2 separate regions of the Mus musculus genome follow, and region 2 is linked to region 1. Evidence: chromatin contacts called from public promoter capture Hi-C data. All regions are on one chromosome and are shown on one strand. The core of a region is the stretch at or near the end of the contact, and the rest is flanking DNA. Distances in the headings are between cores, read along the strand shown. Region 1 holds the start of Dhrs13os (dehydrogenase/reductase (SDR family) member 13, opposite strand). Region 2 holds the start of 2610507B11Rik (RIKEN cDNA 2610507B11 gene).

Region 1 (6,990 bases), core at 4,037-6,536:
GCGCCCCTCTGCGGCCGCGGCCCCGCCGGAAGTGTAGCGGCGGAGGGCGGGGCCGGCATGTGGAAAGAGGCGGGAGCCAGAGCATCCACAGTCAGCTCGCTTTATTCCAGGGGGTTTGGCCCTGTAGCACCTTTGGGGCACCTCAGTTGTATCACAGTTACTACTGCGTCACCTCGGGCACCGGCCCTAGGGCAGACTCCCGGGCTCAAAACCCCAGTTCCTGCCCTGACTTAGTCCTTTCCCAATTCCGCCTCCATAAAAATGGGGGTAAATTCACTACCTAGCTAGAAAGTTGCCAAGGGCTGAATTCAGTCAGTAATTAATGTTTAACATCTGCAGTGCATCAACCACAAAGTCTCCGGCCCTTTCCCTGGGCAGATCACTACTCAGGGAAGGGCTCAGAAATCTGAAAATCAAATTCCAGAGCAACACAGTATCTCATATATCATCCCTGAATCTGGGGTTACAGTGTCTCTTAGGAAGTAGTATTCATTTCCTTTCACAAGGAAAAGGGCTGTTCAGGACATGACAAGAGGTTCCGAGGTAAATGTGGCAACCCTTCAGTGCCCAGGCACACAACTGAGATTTTTGAGGGATCCCACTGGGCTACAAAAGCATTCTATCCCGGGGGTTAGGAAAGTTAGGGTGTAGGTTCATCCTTCACCTGAATTCTTCGCTGTGTCAATTTGGATAAGTCTTGCGAGCCCTGATAGCTATGAGAAGGTCCAGAAACTGTGGTTTTCTCAGGGCTGGGGGCGCTCTGAGAAGATGGGGCCCTGGGATCCTCAGGTTCCGGCTCTTCATCAGGGTCATCATCATCGTCTCCAGGTGCAAGCCCTGCCAACTTCTTGGTAGCTTTCCATAGCCTTTGAGCAGCCTGGTCATCTCTAGCAGCTGGGGAGACCTCCTCCACGTGGCAGTTGGCAAAATATCTCCCGCTGAGGGGCTCAATGCCCTCCTGCAGAGCGCAGTACAGGGGTGTCTGGGCACCCCCTTGAGGTGCCCGGAGCACCAGCCAAGCCAGTGGGCGCAAAATAGGACGCAGCCATCCAGGAAGATGACGCAGGAAGAGCTCCGAGTTCACAGGTCCTGTGGGCAGGAAGAAAGAGGATTTGTGGAGGAAGGCAATGGGGGCCCAGGCATCAGGCAGGGAAAAAAACCAGCTAGGATCAGACGGTAGAATCTGCTTCCAGGGAAAGTGTCTACCAGGTATTCAGGGGCCCCACAAGGTGATTTAACCCATTTCCTACAGAAAGCCTTCCTACCAGCCTAACGGCCTGTATAGTCCCATCTCCTAGGCTGTGCTTATGTGTGTTCTATGTTCTTTGCTGTTTAATCGCTATTGTCCCCGCTTTTGGTGCTAGTGACTTGAACCCAGGGCTGTGTACCTGCTGTCTAGTACTCTATCAACTGAGCTACATCCCTGGTCCTTTCCTTTCTTTCTGAGAAAGAGTCTCACGCCTCTGTAAATTCAGTCTAACCTCGAACTGGCAGCAATACACCTGCCTCAGCTTCCCACTGGGGGTACCACAGTGCCTAATTCATACCAGCTTTTCATCTATCTTGAGCCCCATTCCTTTGTTTAGCCATCATTTTTAAGAACCTATAGTATATCAGCCACCGTTTTTTTTTTTTAACACTGGGGATCTGTAATTGTAACAAGAGCTTAATAAAGGTTAATAGCATTATTATCAGTGCGATTACAAAGAAGCCCCAAACAACGGTTTTCTAAGATGTTAGTACGATGATCTAGGCGAGCCCTGTCTATTGTAGCCTATTGTCTAAGGACAAAGATGATTCACCAGCCCATGTCTCCTCCTCCTCCGTTCTAGGCACACCAGCCTCCTGCAGCACATTAGCAACACCTGCCTCTGTGCTCCTTATTCAAGTTCTGAGCTTCAAAGATCCCTTTATCTCTTTCAGATCTGTGTTCAATTCTAACCAAGTGTCTTCCTTGACAGCCACTGACAAAATAAAAACGTTACATCTGAGAAGGTCCCTCTTTTCCTGTTTATCTTTCCCTAGTGTCTCTCTCCGGATGTTATCGCCACTTGTCATGGGATATGAGGGCGAGGTCCTTGGTGTTTGCTTTGTCTTCTCTCAGAGAGACGGGGTCTTACAGACCAAGGCGGCCTCACTACTTTTGTCCCAGCACATAAATCATGCCTACTGTATAGTAGGTTCCATAAAGAAAGGGATCCTTGACTGGATGGCACCGTACTTATCATCACCACCGCCCTGACTTGTCTTTTCAGTGGTGTTGGGGACCAAACCCAATCTTAGCTTGGTGTGGTGGCTTATATGGGAAATCTAAATATGAGGCAAGAAGTTTGGGGTGAATTTGAGGCTTGACTGAGCTACCCAGAATTCCAGAAAACTGTCTCAACCACCCCCCTCCCCCATCAAAACTAAAACAAAAAACAGAACAAAATAAAATGCCAACAAACAGCTAGAACAACCAGATGGCTCAGTGGTTAAGAGTACTCGCTGCTCTTGTAGAGGACCTGGGTTTTTGGTTTTAAAGATTTTATTTATTTTTTTATTCATATGAGTGCACTGTAGCTATTTTCAAACACACCAGAAGAGGGCATCAGACCCCATTACAGATGGTTGTGAGCCACCATGTGGCTACTGGGAACTGAACTCAGGACCTCTGGAAGAGCAGTCAGTGCTCTTAACCGCTGAGCCATCTCTCCAGCCCCTAGGTTGGTTCTTAGCACCCACATGGAAGGAAGGTCACAACCATCCGTAACACCAGTGCTAGGAGAATCTTACGTCTGTGGGCACTGCCACCACTACAGTATATAGCCATGCAGAGAAAACTAACACATACACATACACACACACACACACACACACACACACACTAAACTAAGCCAGGAATGATGTTCCATACCTTTGATCCCAGCACTCTGGAGACAGAAGCAGGCAGGTCTTTGGATGTTTGAGGCCAGCCTTGCCTACAAAGCAAACTCCAGGCCAGCTTAGTCTACACAGTGAGATCCTGTCTCAAAACCAAATCAACCAAACAACCAACCAACCAAACATCCTAAACCAAAGAGCAGAAGCTCAGGGTTTGGCCTATACTAGGACATGTGTTCTACCTATCAGCTGCAGCCGCAGCCCTCTATATTATCATCAGGATCTTGTTTTATCCCCAAGCCAGTGGTCAGCATCCAAGCGTGAAGGTGAGCAAGGAAGAAAACAGATGAGAAGAAAGTCTGCTCCCAAGATCAGCAAGGAACAGGTTTCCCTTTGACCATGTTTCCATTCTGTGACTCAATAGGAGACTGGGGGTATGGAGGCACATAGTAACATACAAAGATGCTAGAGAAGTAAGGAAGAGCCGTCAGTCAGGCCTCACCTGGGTGGGCCGCATAGCAGGTAACACCAGTGCCCTCAAGCTGGGTGGCAAGCTCCCGGGCAAACAGCACGTTGGCTAGTTTGCTGTCAGCGTACGCCCGAAGCTCCTGCTGCCAGCCCACCACTGGGCAGTCCAGACGTGTGAAGTCGAGACGACCACGTCGGTGGGCAGCCGATGACACTATTACCACACGGCTGGGGGCACATGACCTCAGGCGGGGTAGCAACAAGTGCGTCAGCAGAAAAGGGCCAACATGGTTCACTCGCAACAGCAGGTTAAAGGTTTCCCGAGTCCGGCCACAGGAGCTGATCCCTAGAGCAGAAGCTAGGCATGAGGTGCTGTCATAGGTGTCCCACAGGTCTTAGAATCCCCACTTGTGAGATGTGTCTGCTGGAGGGTCTGCCTCTCCAGGCTCCCCGCCGCCCTCCCACAGGGCCTGCTACTCCTCACCTGCATTGTGGATGAGGACGTCCAGCCTTGGCTCAGAGCTTAAGAAGGCTGTGGCAAAGGCCTGCACGGAGGCCAGACTGGCCAAGTCCAAGGCCATGAAGATGACCTCATTGTTTCCACTTTCCTGTGGAGCAGCAAGGGCTAGGATTGTTACTGGGTATCTCCCTTCTCCTCCCTCTTTCCAGGCTTCTGAGAGTCTACCCACCTATGACTAAAACCTGCCTCTATGCATCAGCGTGTAATGGGTGTGTGGATTCAAATCTTGACTTTGCCCCTAACTAGAGTGTGACTTCAGACGTGATACTGAATATCTTTTGGGCCTCTGTTCTCTTACTGAAAAATGAGAGGATAGTAATAATATTAACAGCAATAATAATACTTTCTACTGGAAAAAAAAGCTGGGAGAGTTAAATCAGATAAAATACATGTATGTCTGGTGTGGTGGCACACATTGGTTATCCTAGCTACCCTTTTGTCACCAGTTCAAGGCCTGCCTGAGCTAGAGTTAATATATATTAAATACCCAGTCAGCAGCGTGCAGGTATTTGCCATTAACATCCCTTGTTTTTATTATCATTTACCATAAAAATCAATTACAGCCTTTCACCTGTTGTAGACAGCATCTTGCTACGTAGCTCAGACTGCCTTGGAACTCATGATCTCCCTTCCTCAGCCTCTTCAGGGCTGGAATTACAGGTGTGCACCAGCATGTCCTGCTGTAACAAACTTTTCCTAAGAGACTGTGGTCTTCTCTTACACACCTTTTTAAAAAAAATTTATTTTATTTGTTTGCTTGTTTATTTTGAGACAGAGTCTTAGGATGTAGCCCAAGCTGGTCTTCAACTCACAGAAATCTACCTGTCTCTGCCTCTCAAGTGCTAGGATTAAAGGTATGTGACCCTCTCACTCCTGTCCTCTGCAGTCTAGACACCGCACAGTTCTAAGAAATTCATCTGAAAAAGCCATCAGGATGGTCCAGAGCCTACTGAAGTGTCTTCTCTGCTCAGCTGTCTTCAACTCGATGGTATTTGGAAGGGCCTTCAGAAGCTGGCTGTGGCTCAGAACCACTTCAGGACATTCCTTTTATTCCTTGCTTCATCTCCCGCCCCCTGTCTCTCCAATTAGACTCTCTAGTCTCAGGGCATTTGCACCTGCTGTTCTTTCTGCATCTCTTCATTATCCTAACCCTTCCTTCTTTGTCGCCTTTGCCAAGGCTGGCCTTGAGCTCGCAGCCCGGTGCTGGGACCACACCTGACTTCATTAACTCTGATTCTTAAAGCTCTCAAGATTAAAGACCACAGCAGTCCCTGCATCTTCCTCTCTGTTTAAGGGATAGTGAGGCTCTCTCCTCTCAGATCTTGATTCCTCCGTCGCTCTGCTCCGCCCTCCGCGTCCCGGGCTCACCCGCCTCCCGCATTCCCCTATGGTCTCACCTGACGGAGGTCGAAAGCGGCCGCTTCCCCGCGCTCCCGGCTGCGGCAGGCCAGCACCACGCGCGCTCCCCGGCGCGCCAGCTCCAGCGCTGTCATCTTTCCGATGCCGCTATTGGCGCCTGCGGGCGGCGGGTGGGAGCCAGCTCAGCCGGTCGGGCCGCGGCCACCCGCCCGGCCTCCCCGCCGCCCGCTCGCGCGCACTCACCAGTGACCACGACCGTGCGGCCCCGAAGGCTGCCGATGCCGCCGCACGACGGGGCCTTCACCAGGTTGTAGTAGACAAGCACGTAGGCGCCCAGCAGCAGCCCGGCGCCCAGCAGCAGCATCTCCATGCCGGCAGTGCTCCCGATTCCCGCCCGGGCCTCGTCGCTCCCGCCTCGGCCTCGCGAGGGCGGCGGCAGGCTGGGCAGGGGTGTGCGCGCACGCGTGGCCCCTGCGAGCGCCCCCTAGGCGTGCGCCTGCGTGCCCTGGCGGCGTGCCTAGGAGAAACACCTTGGAGTCCTGGGAGCGCCCTCTAGGCTTGCGAACTCCCGGGAACGCGTGCTCGGTAAGTACCCGGAAACATCTGCCTGAGGGACGGGTGGGTGTGTGCATGCCTAGGGCCCTGAGATCTCCGCTCAGGCTTTGGGCGTGCTTCTGGATTCTGGGCGGGCGCCGGCGGTGAGAGCACTGCGTAGGTGTCTGTGCCCATCGCGGGAGTCCTCCAGGCTGTGCATGCATCTGTAGTCTCCACCAACGCGTGTGACTGAATGAACATCTCTGTTTACTCTAGGTGTGAGTATGTAGCAGTCTCTCAGTCTGGAGTCCTGTGTACATGAATGGGCTCGTGTGTCTGGAGTCGAGTCCTGGATGCCTTTTCCTCAATGAAGCGACTCTTTTCTCATTCTTTCATTATCCAGCCCTCCGCTGCTCTTCTAGGACATTTCCCGTTACAGGCCAGAGGCATGAGGCTTCTTATGCTGGCACTGACAGGGTTGTCAGGATTCAACCATGTGATTTCCTAACTTTGTGACCCCACCCCTTTCCCTGTCGATTTTGGAGGTGGTTTCCCTAGGCCCATGGTGGCCTTAAATTTGAGATCCTCCTTCCTCAAACTCCGAAACAGTGGGTATTACATGGTTGTTACTCCATGACCTCTGCTTTCGAAAAGGCGGTAATTTGTTTCTAGAACGGTTCACAGGTAGCAAGACTAGGTAGGTAGACACTCCATTACTCTGGAAACAGTGACTGAGGGTAAGCTGGGCAGGGACAGCTAGGGATGTGGGCATTCCAAGCAGGACCTTGCCTAGGACAGTGAAGGACAGGTAGTTCCTTTCTGCCTTTGGAGGTTTAAGAAGTCCTTCCTGAAGTGGAAGCAGAGTGGCAGGGACAAGAATACAACTATATGTGGGAGTCAGGGTCAGATTTCTGAGACCAGGGAATTCCCTATTTAATACTGCACTGTGTTCTTGGAGCACAACTATAGACGCTGTGGATGTAAAGCTCGTCTTCTAGCCCTATCAACAGACTTGAATATATGAATAGGTACTAGTTAGAATAGTGCCAGAACACAGATTTTTCTAGGGGACTGTTCTCAGGAAGAACTTCCTGAATAAGCCATCTCCAGGAAGCTAGCAGGATGCCCAGGAAATTAGAATTAGGGTAACACAGCAGGGTATTTCCTGATGAGAACAGCAGAAGTTATTCAAGTTACACCAAGAGCCGCACAGGCTAGAGCAGCAGTCTTTAACCTGGGTCACCTCC
Region 2 (6,997 bases), core at 1,197-3,696, 230 kb before region 1:
ACATGTGCCTTTAACTTCATCTCCAGGGCAACCAACACTCTCTGCTAGCCTCTTTGGTCAATGCAGAAGTATCCTCGCACGTGCACACATACACACACACATGAATATTTAGTTTTTAAAAAGAGTAAAAGTAATCTCACTTGGCAGAAGATCTTCAACAAGGATGGGCTGAGGGACAGTTCCTTTTGCTCCACCTCTGTGTTCTGAGAGAATGGGGCAGACAGGCTAGAAACCTTCTGTAGATCTGTCCTGATGCGCACTTCTCCAAAGCACAATGCCACATAGTTTCTGCCCAGAAGAGAAGCCTCATTATCATCTGGTCCATCCCTTTCAGAGCAATTTCCTTCCCTCCCTCACACCCTCTCCCAGTCCCATAATAGCTCAAATAACAGAGGAAGTTGTTTTCAGCATGTCTCACAAAACAGCACTTGGACTAATAGGAGACTCCAGCAAGAACGTCCCTCCCACCTCGACTAAAATGTCTCCGTAGAAGAATTTTATTGTCAAAACTCAACCTCAAAATATTCCTCAAGGGCAGAGTAAGGACACAGAGTACTCACGGCAGATCATGGCTAAGGAGTTTGCTGGAAATCCACAAGTTGTCAATTTCCTAAAATGACAGTAAAGACAGCCGTGTACCTGGTTGCTAGGAAATCAATGATGGGCAGGTTTATGAACCAGCAAAGGTCCTGAGTCCCAGGAGAAGGGAGTTCTATTGGTCCTCCCGACAAATCCTCTTTCCCTGGTTTCTCTGATCAACGTGGCTATCCTGCTCCTCATGATGATGTTAGCTGAATTTGCTTAGCAGTTCTCTTTTTATGAACAAGTTGCCACCCTATTTCCTCTCTTAAATTAGAACAGTGAGTTTGCTGTTTCCTGTAATCTTTCTCTGTTTACTTCCATATCTTTCTTCCATACCCTGGATACTCTGTGTCATTAGTTTGGTACTAGATACTAAAGAGGACCCAGCAGATACCAGGCTCTACCACTGAACCACTATTCCAGCTCATTTTAATTTTGAGAGAAGCACTCACTAAGTTGCCTAGGCAGAGCTTGAATTTATAATTCTCTTGCTTCGGCCTCTTGAGAAACAAGAATTACAGGTTTATACCACCAGATCTAGTCCCATAAACACTTGAAACAACTGGCATCTATTGCAGAGTCCTCCAAGTAGCTCCTAAGATCCTCTTGACAATAATAATAATAACAACAACAAAAACAACAACAACAAGGGTGGAGTTAACTAGGAAAACTACCCATGGAGGAAGCTAAAGTTTGAAACCCCCTCCAAACCAACACACACACCACACACTCCCGCCCTTCTCCTCTCTCTCTCTCTCTCTCTTTCTCTCTGCAATTCCCGGAACTCACCACCGTCTGCTGGTGCTGCTGAAACTTAAGACTGACATTCTGGATCCAAAAAAATCGGAAGGAGCCAATCTTTAGCTCTGCCTGCAACTTGCGCTGACACCACCTGGTGGCCAACCGGACCACAAGCCACCTGCAGAAAAAAAACAGTTGGATTATAAGACCCTCTACCCTTTTTGATTCTAGAAAGGCCTTGCAAGGGGTGGTATCCTGAAGCCGGATTTTTCTTAGGAACTTTACGATTTTCCTAAAATATTTCTCTAGTCATACTCATTTAGGCACAACAACCAGAACTACGGGCCCCTAAATTCAAACAAAACTAGGCAAACGAAACTCACCCTCTAAAAGAGGTCAAAAAAAAAAAAAAAAAAAAAAAAAAAGAAAGAAAGAAAGAATAAACAAAGAAACCCTCAAATCTTTAGGAACCCAAAGTAAAAAGAGGTCCTCAAAAGGCAAAGTGAAGGCAGTCGTGTTAAATACGTCATCGCACACTCCTTAGAGGGTCCCTGTCTGCGTCCCCACCCTGCAGCCGTTTCCGAGAAGGCAGAGGTCACTCTCGGAACTGCTCAAACACCGCTCTGCTCTAGCCAGCCAGTCCTCCCGACCTCTCTGCAGGGCGCGGCTGCAGGTGCCCTTCGCAATCTGGGAAGAGGACACGGAGGCGAACGGGGCAGGAAAGGGAGACCACCGAGGGAGGCCCCCTCCCTCACACGCAAACATTCGGTTCCCGGACTGGACATTGCTTCGGGTCCAGCCAGATGCTTCAGCGCCCCTGCCCCCACCTCGCTTCCCCTCGCCTCGGCTGAGCGCCCCCTCCTGCTCGCGCCCCCTCCGCCTAAGGCGCCCGACCAACCCGCGCCTCCTCCAGCCGGTCTTCCTCGACCCCCCCGACCCTGTGGCTAGAATCCCCTCACCGGCCTAGGAAGAGTGCGCTAAGCGCAACCAGCAGCAAGACCAACAGCGCGGAGAGAAATAGAGGCATTTAGGTCCGGGTCCGGCCCGGCCTGGCCCCGACCCCCGCCATGCCGGGCCCTGACGCCGGAACCGCACAGCGCCGCGGCGGGCTTCGGCCGCGCACGCACACGCACGGCGAGGAAGCGTTAGTGCGCGCGCGCGTGTCCCCGCCCCGGCGGCTCGTGGACCAGCCGGCTGGCTCCCTCCACGACCCGCCCCGACCCGCCCCGACCCGCCCCAACCCGCGCGCGCGTGCGCGAGCCCTGAGGGCCGACCAGCGGCTTGCGCGGAGTGGAGGCGTGGCTCTGGAGAGGGAGGGCGGGGCGGACCGCGAACGCGCGGTCCTGCGCGCTACACCTAGAGCGCAGCCTGCGCGGCACGCCGCGGAGCTCCGGGTTCGCGCTGAGGGCGGGGGATCGGAGTCCGCACGAGCTCGCCGGGCGGTGACCAGGATGGGTCGTTTCTACCACTTTGAGGTTCCACTTCCAAAACGCATTCCCTAGGCCATTAAGAGCCGGCCTGGCTGGTGCCGGGCGTGGTGGTGCAGGCCTTTAATCCCAGCACTCAGGAGGCAGAGGCAGGCGGATTTCTGAGTTTGAGGCCAGCCTGGTCTACAAAGTGAGTTCCAGGACAGCTAGGGCTATAAAGAGAAACCCTGTCTCAAAAAAACAAAACAACAACAACAAAAGTTATGTGTCTGTAGGTCATAAGTGATCCTGTCTGAAAAGATTACAGAGAAAATTAAGAGGTAATTCAAAGACCTCAGCTATCTATCATCTCACCCCACAAGGAAACCAACTTTGTTTACTGTCTGAATACTGTTCCAGATAGTATCTTCTTATCTTTTTTTTTTTTTTTTTTTTTTTTTTGAGACAGGGTTTCTCTGTGTAGCCCTCTGTAGACCAGGCTGGCCTCGAACTCAGAAATCTGCCTGCCTCTGCCTCCCAAGTGCTAGGATTAAAGGCATGTGTCACCATGCCTGGGCCAGATAGTATCTTCTAACATCCTTCATGGGGAGAGCCATTCTGTATTTTTAGGTTTGTGCGATTGTGTATAGCACCACCCAGAACAGGGTGAAATATAGAAATAGTGAATATTGTTTTACCCTTTACAGATTATCTGGGAAGCAATTTTAATTACATGAAATACAGAGTTCAAGGTCAAATCAAGCCAGAGTGAATTTTGCATTCTTCATTGTTAAATGAAGGAAGTAGATAAGGTCTGTTATGCTTATTCTCATGAGTCAGTGTCTGACTAATGACTTACTAACACAGTACCAGATAAACACAGTACCAGATAAAGAAATCCAGATGGTTCCAAGGTATTATGAAGTATTTTGTGTTCTTGGTTCTCAGATCCTAATCTGCATATAATTCTTCCAGATTTTTTTGATTGGCCTCTTCAAATAACAACTTCAAGGCCTGTGAGATGGATCTATAGGTAAAGGCACTTGCTGGCCCGAGGAATTGATTTCCATCCTCAAAATCCACAAACTATCCTCTAAACTACACACACCGGTTCATCTTCAAAATCTGTAGCTTTTTGTTCAAGTGTGGTTTCTCAGTGTTCAGGTAGGATCTAAGAACTCAATTCAAGTCAATGAGGCATCACAACACATTTCCATACTGGAATTCATCTTTTGGGGGTCTCTCTGCATGCAGCAGGGGTGGCAGAGTAACAATGTAACTAAGGCGAGACCAGAATCAGGCTCACCAGGACTCAAGAACTGGTATTGGGGGGGCTGGTGAGATGGCTCAGTGGGTAAGAGCACCCCACTGTTCTTCCAAAGGTCCGGAGTTCAAATCCCATGGTGGCTCACAACCATCCATAATGAGATCTGACTCCCTCTTCTGGAGTGTCTGAAGACAGCTACAGTGTACTTACATATAATAAAAAAATAAATAAAAAAGAACTGGTATTGGTATGTACTATAGAATCTGGAGTCTGACACCAGGCAGTTTATTTTAGGCATATTTAAACACAGTTTAATTTTGGGGGAAAAAGTTTTCTTCTTTTTGTTTTTTCTGGCTGTCTTGGAACTCACTCTGTAGATCAGGCTGGGCTCGAACTCAGAAATCCACCTGCCTCTGCCTCCCACGTGCTAGGATTAAATGCGTGTGCCACCACTGCCAGGTGAAAAAGTTTTCTGATGGTACTTAACCCTGTGTGTGCAACAAAACTTAAAAGTCATGTTTACATCAAAAAGATGGGTTCTACTGACTGAGAAACAATGTTCAATATGAGGGTCTAGGAGGAATGAGATGAACATAAAAGACTGTGGGAGTCAGGGTGGCCTGGCCCTACAGGTAGCACAGGGTTACCTAGGATGTTGCAAAGTACAGGAGACCTCTTCCTTAAGGACAGGTTCTATTGACTGAGAAACAATCGTCAAGATAACGGGCTAGAGAGGAACAGTCTGGGATAAAAGCAATAGTCTAGGGGATTTCAGTGTGGCCTGGCTCTACAGACCCCACAGGTTACCAGGCTATCAGCAACATGCATTTCCAGATTTCTGGGTGGAAAACAGGTATAAGTCTCCTCTGTTAAGGAGACAACTCTGCATGTTTAAACATTCCTGGTTTCTCAAGTGCTTATTATCTGTGACACAAGAATCTTGTGCTCTGCTGGACTCGGTGGCACATTCCTTTAATCCCAGCACCCGGGAGGCAGAGGCAGGCGGATTTCTGAGTTCGAGGCCAGCCTGGTCTACAGAGTGAGTTCCAGGACAGCCAGGGCTATACAGAGAAACCCTGTCTCGAGAAAAAAAAAAAAAAAAGAAAGAAAGAAAGAAAAAAGAAAAAAAAATCTTGTGCTCTCCACACATCTTTTTCAATCCCTTCACTCAGCTAAAATGGCTATGCTATCAATTCCTTTCTTCTCTCTCAATCTGAGATAACTTGCAACTTGAAATGTTGATTCGTTTTCTTTCCCTCTCTTTCTTCTTTCCTTTTTTTTTTTTTTTCTTTTTGAGATAAGGTCTCAGTATGTAGCCCTAGTCTGGCTTCATACTTGTAATGATCCTCCTACCAGTGCCTCCTGAGCGCTGGGATTACACGCATGAACCACCATGACCCCATTACTTTTGAGTCAGGTCCTCCCTATGTGGCTCAAACTGACCTGCAACTCATAATCCTCCAGTCTCAGCCACCTAGGTACTAGGATTACCTCTGAAATAGCTGATCAAGTTCTCCCAGCAAGAAGTCATCCAAGGGGCTAGAGAGGTGGCTCAGTGTTTGAGAGTACGGACTGCTCTTCCAGAGGTCCTGGGTTCAATTCCCAGCAACCACCTTGTGGCTTACAACCATCCGATGCCCTCTTCTGGTGTGTCTGAACACAGCTACAGGGTACTCATGTAAATAATACATCAAACACGTCAAGATTAATAAAAGGAACTGTCTTTAATAATAGCTGGAGCACCAGCCTTGAACCTGGATCCTTTACAGTGTATAAAGGTTTGAGCTATGACATTGCACTGATACATACACTTTCCTCTGTAAATTTCTTTTAGTTTCCAGACACTTTGATTACTTAAACATGTTTTACAGAAACAAAAACTGCAGGTTTGGTTGTTTGGGTCAAGTGGGAGACTTACAACGTAAAGCTATTGTCACAGCTCTCTCCAGACAGACTGGGGCTGCTTTTTTTTTTTTTTTTTTTTTGTTTTTTTGGAGACAGGGTTTCTCTATGTAGCCCTGGCTGTCCTGGAACTCACTCTGTAGACCAGGCTGGCCTCGAACTCAGAAATCGGCCTGCCTCTGCCTCCCGAGTACTGGGATTAAAGCCCTGCACCACAATTGGTGGAGTTTGTTTTTTTTTTTTTTATTGTTGTTTTGTTTGAGACATAGTTTCTCTGTGTAGCCCTGGCTGTCCTGAAACTCTCTGTAGACCAGGCTGGCCTCGAACTCTCAAAGGTCCATCTGCCTCTGGAGTTCTTTGTTTAAAGGTGAGGGTCTTCATACAAGTTTTTCACTCCTGTTTTCCCCTTCCACCATCATGCATCACTTCATGACTCCTCTGCTTGGTTCTGAACAGATACAAGGAATCAATGCAACAATAGTAGGATAAGCCAGGAAGAGCACGGAGGGGCGGGGATGGGGGCGGGGATGGAGCGGCTTGGATGGAGGGGCTCGTACAGAGTTCTAAGGCTTGGTTTGAATTTTCTGAGACAACTATTTCTTTGAAAAGGAATTATAGTTTCTTAGAATCATGGGCCATGCCTACCACAGAACTGATTATCTGCAAATATTCCACATCAACAATTTAAAGCAAAATTTCTAAAATAAAAAAGCACCCTCACACACACAAAAAAAGCCGGGCGGTAGTGGTGCACACCTTTAATCCCAGCACTCGGGAGACAGAGGCAGGTGGATTTCTGAGTTCGAGGCCAGCCTGGTCTACAAAGTGAGTTCCAGGACAGCCAGGGCTACATTGAGAAACCCTGTGTCGAAAAAAAAACAAACAAAAAAATTAATAATAATTAATAAAATTAAATTAAAAAGCTTGTAGAGGGGCTAGAGACATGGCTCAGTGATCTTCCAGAGGACACAGGTTCAATTCTCAAAACCCACATGGCAGTTCACAGTTGTCTATAAATGGCTGCAACCCCTTCACACAGACATGTGTACAGTGACTACCAACTGTACATAAAAATTTAATAAAAAAGAGTTTGTAATAA

What was found. Capture Hi-C pulls out chosen DNA fragments and counts their contacts.
Region 2: a contact with region 1 is called in a promoter capture Hi-C map of adipose tissue. The contact joins the promoter of 2610507B11Rik here to the promoter of Dhrs13os in region 1. A contact is called at or near these places in 15 of 39 promoter capture datasets (the C10 cell line, the HPC-7 cell line, cranial neural crest and 10 more), 9 of 484 Hi-C or Micro-C datasets (embryonic stem cells, liver, nephron progenitors and 2 more), 4 of 115 datasets of contacts at active chromatin or transcription factors (bone marrow-derived macrophages, embryonic stem cells, pro-B cells and 1 more) and 4 of 9 other capture datasets (adipose tissue, embryonic stem cells, liver and 1 more).

The regions. Positions count from the first base shown.
Region 1 is chr11:78,030,961-78,037,950 of GRCm38.p6, reverse strand. Dhrs13os (dehydrogenase/reductase (SDR family) member 13, opposite strand) reads left to right here and starts at 5,286. Exons shown (of 2, transcript NR_152257.1): 1 at 5,286-5,794; 2 at 6,020-6,990. Dhrs13 (dehydrogenase/reductase (SDR family) member 13) reads right to left here and starts at 5,638. Exons shown (of 5, transcript NM_183286.2): 1 at 5,453-5,638; 2 at 5,248-5,366; 3 at 3,815-3,938; 4 at 3,365-3,676; 5 at 87-1,089. The coding sequence starts at 5,579. The coding sequence ends at 641. It overlaps Flot2 (flotillin 2), which reads right to left and starts at 20. Exons shown (of 11, transcript NM_001040403.2): 1 at 1-20.
Region 2 is chr11:78,257,203-78,264,199 of GRCm38.p6, reverse strand. It overlaps 2610507B11Rik (RIKEN cDNA 2610507B11 gene), which reads right to left and starts at 2,446. Exons shown (of 39, transcript NM_001002004.2): 1 at 2,283-2,446; 2 at 1,372-1,501; 3 at 561-610; 4 at 141-288. The coding sequence starts at 2,350.